Linked DNA regions of Hordeum vulgare: region 1 is linked to region 2. Evidence: chromatin contacts called from public Hi-C data. All regions are on one chromosome and are shown on one strand. Each heading gives the region's core, a stretch centred on a gene start, on an enhancer-like site or on the middle of the called end of the contact. The rest is flanking DNA. Distances are from core to core; before and after follow the strand shown. Region 1 holds the start of LOC123428351 (transcription factor SRM1-like). Region 2 holds the start of LOC123428900 (probable ubiquitin-conjugating enzyme E2 23).

The links. Hi-C and Micro-C count contacts between places; a contact is called where the count stands out from the background.
Region 1: a Hi-C map of leaf shows a contact between it and region 2, with 4 times the contacts expected there. The contact joins the promoter of LOC123428351 here to the promoter of LOC123428900 in region 2. A contact is called at or near these places in 1 of 6 Hi-C or Micro-C datasets (leaf) and 1 of 1 datasets of contacts at active chromatin or transcription factors (embryo).

The regions. Positions count from the first base shown.
Region 1 is chr2H:646,754,299-646,758,317 of MorexV3_pseudomolecules_assembly, forward strand. It overlaps LOC123428351 (transcription factor SRM1-like), which reads left to right and starts at 2,537. Exons shown (of 2, transcript XM_045112552.1): 1 at 2,537-3,423. The coding sequence starts at 3,011.
Region 2 is chr2H:646,561,459-646,565,137 of MorexV3_pseudomolecules_assembly, forward strand. It overlaps LOC123428900 (probable ubiquitin-conjugating enzyme E2 23), which reads left to right and starts at 1,666. Exons shown (of 3, transcript XM_045113004.1): 1 at 1,666-3,560; 2 at 3,658-3,679. The coding sequence starts at 2,145.

The DNA.
Region 1 (4,019 bases), core at 1,287-3,786, 190 kb after region 2:
TACTAGTGCGATGAAGATATTCGTGGAATACGTACGAACTAATATGGGCATCCAGGTCCCACTATTGGTTATTGACTGGAGAGGTGTCTCGGTCATGTATACATGATTCTCGAAGCCGTAGGGTCCGCACGCTTAACATTCGATGACGATATAGTGTTATTGAGTTATGTATGTTGGTGAATGAATGTTGTTTGGAGTCCCGGATGAGATCCTGGACATGACGAGGAGTTCCGGAATGGTCCATAGGTAAAGATTTATATGAAAAGTTGTTTTTAGGGTTCTGGAAGAAGTTTAAATTTTTTCGGTATTGTACCGAAAAGCTTCCAGAAGGTTCAAAAAACTTTCAGAGGAGTGTGGAAGTCCACCATAGATGCTCTTATACACCTATTGAAAGCTTTCTGATCGGTTTTTTATAACATTCTACATGGTTCCCAAAACCGCTTCTTTCTTTACTATTCTATATCCAGGTTTTTTACTTTCTTTCCTTTTTCTATCCCTTTCTTAGTTTTCATTTTCCTTGAAAAATTCCAGAAGAAGGATCAAAATCTAAAAAATGGGACTTCAAAAATTGTTCACACGTTCCAAACTTGTACGCGGATGAACACCGGATTGCGGACAACCTTATGTGTATGTTGTCCTCCTTCCCCGTAGCATACATGGAAATGTCGTTGTCTGATTATAAGATCCTGATCCAGGACTTTGACCTGCTTATGCGACGTTTGCGCCTAAGTCGGAGCCATGGCATGGGAGATTCACTTGCAAAGGGAGTAAATACATGTTATCGACTTTTGTCACTCTATCATCCCACGTATATTGGTGTTATATATTTTGCCAGAAGGCGTGCATAGCACCTTTGACAAGGATCTCTTGTGATTCATCTCGTACATGACCAATGTGCCTGAGAAATACCATATGGTTAAGTGGGCTTAAATCTGCTTGCCTAAGGACTGAGGGGTTATAGGTATTCTCGCATCCCACTACGTGAATGTAAACCTTATGATGAGATACGTGTGGTGGATTCTTAGGAATGATGTGGACTTATGGTTGCAACTTATTAAAACAAAATACGTGAAGAGCATACCTCCTCACTAATGAGTAATGACCACAGTGAGGATTCCTGGATCTGGAAGTCTTTCTAGTCGATCAAACACGAGTTTCTCCCCGGGCTCATCATCTCCATAGGAAATGGAGAAACGATCCTCTTTCTCACTGGACCCGTGGCTTTGTAGATTTCCGCCTCACGCCGAGTTCCCTAATCTTTTTTTGTGATCTGCTCGAACCTAATGCTTTTCATTGCCTCGACAGTCCATAATGGGAGTTGGAACATTTCATTCTGCCAAACCTCTAGCCGTGAGGAGACTATATCTTGAACGGACGACCCTCCTACCGATGTTGGCCGACACTTCATAAGTTATTTCTTAGCATCTGGCCCCACCCAGGTTCTTATTTGTTGACTCCACTTATCGTGTCCTCTACCATGCGTTGCCTCTTATGTTGACCATCCCTTTGTGAAAAGTGCCCCTTCCGATGAATATTAATATTTTCATATGGACAGCTTTTGTGTGATCATCTTCTTTCACAGGCGAAGGTAGCCAAGTGAGATGCGTCTCGCGACGGGCTATGCCCCCTTTGCGGTGTCTCCGAGTCTGAGACCCATATTTTTTTATACTGTCATGTTGCACACTTCATTAAAGCTTTGTTCGTGAGGCTCTTGGGCTTGAGTGGCGAACCTATATTTTACTTTTTGCATGTTTGTGTCGTTGTCTCAGTTGACTTATTTTCTTGCCTACAATGTGAATTTGTTGTGTGGATTTGCTGATTTTCTTGTTATAATAAAAGCGAGATAAAAACATGTTTTATTAAAAAATGAATCAATTCTGTAATTGAATGGTTAGAGGGATAGTGGCAACCCTAACCCATCAGGATTCAAGTCCTGATGCTCGCATTAATTTTTAATTTTTTTTAGAATTTTTGATGATACACATTTAGTGGGTTCCATCAGTCTTTTCTAGGTGTTCATAAGAATAGTACTCCCTTTGTATCAGTGCATAGGGCACTTTACAAAAACCAGATTTTCTCAAAACGCTTAAGGGTGCTTCAATAACTTCCCTCATCGTTTCCCTCCAAGCCTCGTTCGCTGCCTCTTAGTACCTTTGCATTGGGTGCGTCTACTCGGTAATTAGTTAAAAAGACACCCACTTAAATACTGCATCCGATTTGATTGGAAGGATGACCGGCCTTGTTTTCTGTTGCTCTCCAATCAGCTACCATCTTGGTCGCTCTGCACCTTCTAAAGTGTCCTATGCACTGGTACGGAGGGACTATATGTGTGTGTATTTATAAGATGAATTTATGCGCGTATGTACGAGCAATTGCCTCTGTATTGTGTAAAAAAAAAGGCCTGTCTAAAAAAATGTATACATACTCCACGTAATTACCGGTTTCTAAAACTAGAAAATGACTGATACGTATGTCGATCAAGTCAAGCTCAGGCGGCCATTAACCACGACCACAATAAAAACCCGGCGGCCGCCGGGGCCGGGGGCGCCTCCGAGGAAGAAAGAAAAGGAAAAAAGCCCGGCCGCCGCGTCGCCAGCGGCCACCCAGCCTCGCTTGTCTCCTTCCTCCCCGCGCCACTCCCACTTCCCCCAGAGACACGGGAGGCCCGACACCGCAGTCACTGCCCGTCCCCCTCCCCCGCCCCCGCCCCCGCCCCCGCGCCGCGGTGAAAGGAAAATATCTCGCCCGGCCCCGCGGTAACAAATCCTCCTCCGGCGGCGGCGGTAGATCCCCCTCCTTCCTCCGCCTCCCCCCCTTCTCTCTTTTCCGGAAACCCCCAATTTATTCCCCCACGAACCCCGCAGCGACACCAAATCCGCCTCTTCCTTATCTCGCCGCCGCAATCCGTCCGGCCGACTGACCCCTGCCGCCGCCCCGCGAGCCCCGCGGAGCGCTGTCAAGGTTGCCTTTTTCCTCTTCTTTCGTCCGGGGAACAGGTCGGCGGTCGGCCATGGCGGCGGAGGAGGCGAGCAGCAGCGGCGGGGGCGAGGAGGGGTCCGGCGCCGGGGCCGGCGGGTGGACGCGTGAGCAGGAGAAGGCGTTCGAGAACGCGCTGGCCACGGTGGAGGAGGAGGAGGGGGAGGCCATGTGGGACAAGATAGCGGACGCCGTCGAGGGCAAGTCGCCCGAGGAGGTCCGGCGGCACTACGAGCTCCTCGTGGAGGACGTGGACGGCATCGAGGCTGGCCGCGTGCCGCTGCTCGTCTACGCCGGCGACGGCGAGGAGGGGGGCTCCGGCGGTGGCGGCGGGGGCGGGAAGAAGAGCAGCGGCGGAGGAGGGGGAAGCCACGGGGAGAAGGGCTCGTCCAAGTCCGCCGAGCAGGAGCGCCGCAAGGGGATCGCCTGGACAGAGGACGAGCACAGGTTCGTTCGCGCTCCTGCCTCCCTTCGTTTTCCTTCCGTTGACCGAATAATTGAGCTGCTTGCTGCTCTGATTGATTTGATTAATTGCTGTGATTGATTGATTGCTTGCTGAATTGACAGTTTTGTTAGAGAATCTGATCCGTGTAATGGTCCTATGATATCAGGGAACATACTGGAAATCTGATGCTTGCATAGTTTGTCTGCTCTCAGGGTACTGGTCTGTGAGTGAAATCAGTAGGGTTTCTTACCTGCTCTCTCCTCGTTGTACTGGGGTGTGAATAGATCAGTGGAGCTCCCTTTTGCGCATCTGGAAATTAGAGTTATGCTTTGCAAGGAACTTTATTGTCTGCACAGCGAAGCGAGCACATTTTGAGCTCCATTCTCTCACCTTAAATCTGTTCATTGAGCGATTTCGAGCGGTACTGCCTACATGTTTGACTGATTGGTGGGTTGGGTTGGCTAGGAGGTAAAACATCACTGCTATTTGATTGGCGATTCTGCTGACCCACTCATTTAATTGTCGAAATGTGCTGAGTATTTTGGATATTTGCTCTTTAAATGTACTGCTGCTGCTTTCCATTTGTGACTGGACGCAT
Region 2 (3,679 bases), core at 416-2,915:
TGTCTCTGTGCTTGTTCATTATTTTTTTAGTGTTGATTTTTTTAGTGATCAGTGTAACTTGTCATTTTTCATTTTTCAGTTTACATTTTCTATCATTGTTGCTTTAGTTTTTAGTATTAGTTTATCAGATATATTTGTATTCAGTTCTGCTCAGTCTAACTTGTCGGGCATTGAGTCCTCATGTAATTTTTTCTATCTTGTAGTGTTAGTATTCAGTCTTGTATTTTTATCTGCCTATGTTCAGTCATGTTGTAGTTAGTATTCAGTCATCAGTCATAGTTAGCTTTCAGTCATGTTGTAGTTAGTATTATTGCTTTAGTTTTTAGTATGAATTTATCAGATAATTTAGTATTTAGTTCTGTTCAGTCTCCGGTATTCATGTACTTTTTCTATCATTGTCTCTTTAATTTTAGTGTCCGTTTTCAGTCTTGTATTTTTATCTTCCTATGTTCAGTCATGTTATAGTTAGCTTCAGTTTGTTTTTTGTTTTGATTTCTCTCTGTTTTAGTTTCAGTAGGTCAGTCTTTGATCCATCATGAGTCATATTTAGAGAGAGCACACCCATTTCTTGAAGTTTGTTCTTTTTAATGCCAAACCATATGAGTAGAAAAACCTTATCTCCTAAAATAAACATAGAAAGTGGTAGCCTGCATTCAGTTGGTCTACAGTTTCTTCCATTTTTCTACAGGAAGGTGATCATGTTTTTTATTGAGATCATCTCTGCAAAGTGGAACAACAGGGACACAAGCTTTATCTAGCTAATACACTTTTCTTATGTATAAAATGATTCACAAGTAAGCTGATCACATAAGTGAAGCATGTATGTATAAATGAAAATTAAGGGGAGGGAGGGTAGTGTGTTGTTACCTCAGATGATTCCCTTGGGGGTGGCTCCAGGTGGTTGTGCTATGGATCGTAAGCAGCATCACCCTCAGATGCTTCGCCCGGTTCAGCCTGCATGCTTCTTTTATTTGTTTCAGATGTGTGTTCTCCACCTGTAGCAACGGAACCCTGCGTTGCAAGTTTTTTCAGTATCTCATTAGTCTCTTATCTTATTTTTTTATGTATGTCAGTTTTTAGTAACAGTACTAAACCTGAAATTGGATCTATTTAAATATCTGAATTTCATAGCTCTAGTATCAGCATGTGCTCCATTCCCCTCATGATATTCACTGTTTTTCAGTTTTTAAGCCTGAGTTATGTGACTGTTCGCTCTATCAACTATCTGAAATTCAATACTCTAACATGAATAAGCTTTTGTTTGTTTGTTGAATCAACCACACAGGGGGGACATGTTATCTTAGGGGATGGAGTCTGCAGTCTCCATGTGTAGTTTTTTTTTCAGTTGGTCAATGTCAGTCTTCATTCTTTCTATGCACGTAAGATTCTAATCCTCCAATTATTATTTTTTCAGTCATACAAGGATTGTACTAGCACTTTTTCAGTCATGTTATTCTTTGCTAGTTATTTTTCACCCCCTCCCCATGAATGAGAATTGGAACACATTCAGTCATCCCCTACATTTTTTTCTATGTAAAATATGAACACATTCAGTCACCTGTCTTCTCTGAATTTTCAGCTTTTATTCACAGTTTGAAAGATTTCTTCGGTAAGGGAAAGTATGCAAGTAGTGGGGTTGGTTGGGGCGAGAGGGGTGTACCTTAGTTTGGGCAAGGGCAGTCCGCAGCGGCTCCAAGTAGCACAGATCTGGATCGCAAGGATCCATGTCTTCTCCCCCGTCAGCCGCCATCGCGCCCCTGCATAGACTTTACTTATAGAAGAAGAAGGTGATCGGGATGGAAGTAGGAGGACGGAAAGGCTTGGACTGGGTGATCGGAGATCGGGGGCCAACCCAGCCCGCTAAACGGGTGAGAGAGAGTGGTGGTGGGCATCTTGTGTGTTTTTTTGTTCGTCAGCAGTTCATCAAAAGAGTCCGTCAGCAGAACGATTATGCACACGACCGAGTAGCATACAAATTCTAATCCTACTCACCGGACCGAGTAGCATAGGAATTCTAATTCTAATCCTACTCAGACAGCGGCCGGTGCTATTAGCTATAGCTTGCAACACCACCGTGAGCACCTCGCAATCAATCCAACAAGCAATCTGCGTGCTCTCGCCGGAAACAAAATCAGCTAAGATCGATGGCCGCTGTCGCGTCCCACGATGTTGAGTTGCTAGACCTCGTGAGCTTCGGGCACACGCTCCGCCACCATGGCCTCGTCGTGGCCCACGTCGTCGAGGCGGACGACCACGACTCTGCGGACATCGGCACGTTCAGGCTTCTCCTCGCCGACAACACCGTCGTGTACAAGAACGCCAGCGACCTCAGGGTGGTGGACAGGAGCCACCTGCAGCCCGGACAGGTGGTCGGCTCGGCGTCCGGCGATGACGGCCAGCTTGGCGTTGTCACCGGCGTCACCACCGTGCTAGACCTGGCCAAGCACGACAGCCGCCTCGGGGAGATACATGTCATCCCAGGCGTGTCCCCGTCTGCCCTCCGGCGCGTACGGAGCTTCAACCTCGGCGACTTCGTCGTCTCCGGGCCGTGGCTCGGCCAGGTCGTCGAGGTCTCCATCGACGTGGATGTGATGTTCGATGACGGGGCGGTCTGCAGGGTCACCAACGCAGACTCCAACAAGCTAAAACAAGTGGACGCCGGCAGCAACACCTTTTTCTATCGCCATCAAATGAACGCTCTCTTGGACCCCGGGGAGCTCGTCACCGCACCAGACCCGGGTTCCCTCTTCAAGGGGGCACGCTGGCTTAACGGCTCATGGAATCCTGACCATAAGTTTGGCACCGTCACCAAGGTGGAGACGTCCGGCGTCCATGTCTGCTGGATTGCATCCATGCATCATGGCACCGACAAGGGGCTCGTCAAGGCATCCGCCCCTTCGGCCTACCAGAACCCAAACGATCTTACCTTCTTCTCCGCCGCCTTCAGTTGCAGCTGGGGGGTAGCCGACCGCTGCTTTTTCCGCAATGGCAACGTGACCGATGATGATGAAAGTGAAGCACCAACTGCGCAGGCGGGGGTGGAGATTCCCATGGTCGTCGCCAACACCCGTACCTCCGTCGACGTGCTATGGCAGGACGGCACACTGCAACGTGGCATAAGTTCAGCAACCGTCGTCCCCTCTGAGCTAGTGGATGAAGACTTGTTCCCAGGGGATCACGTCGTCGGCGTACTTCCTATTGATGCTACCGGCGACTCTGGAACCGAATTAGCAAGGCCTGTGGGCGTCATCAGGAGCCTGCACTACGGAGACCGGACGGCTTGTGTATCATGGTTGAACGAGGCTAGGGAGGACGTGTGCGACGATACTGTGACTGTGTACGCCCTGAAAAGTGACTCTTCTTACCCGTCTGCTGACTATGGAGACATTGTCATTCGTCTCCTGCCGTCGGGATCAACCAGCGGTGAAATCACGCCATTGCTACAAGGCAACAAGAAGAATAATGCCGTTGCAGCAGATCTTTCATGGGTGGGACGTGTTGTTGACATTCTCTATGATGGACACGTCCAAGTCAAGTGGGGCGATGGTACCATGTCAATGGTACGTTGACACCTTCAGTTACTATATAGTCACTTCTTGTTGGACACTACTCAACTCATTATTAGTTGTATTCGATTTGATTTGGTGTGTGCTGCAGGTATTGCCCCATGAGATTGTCG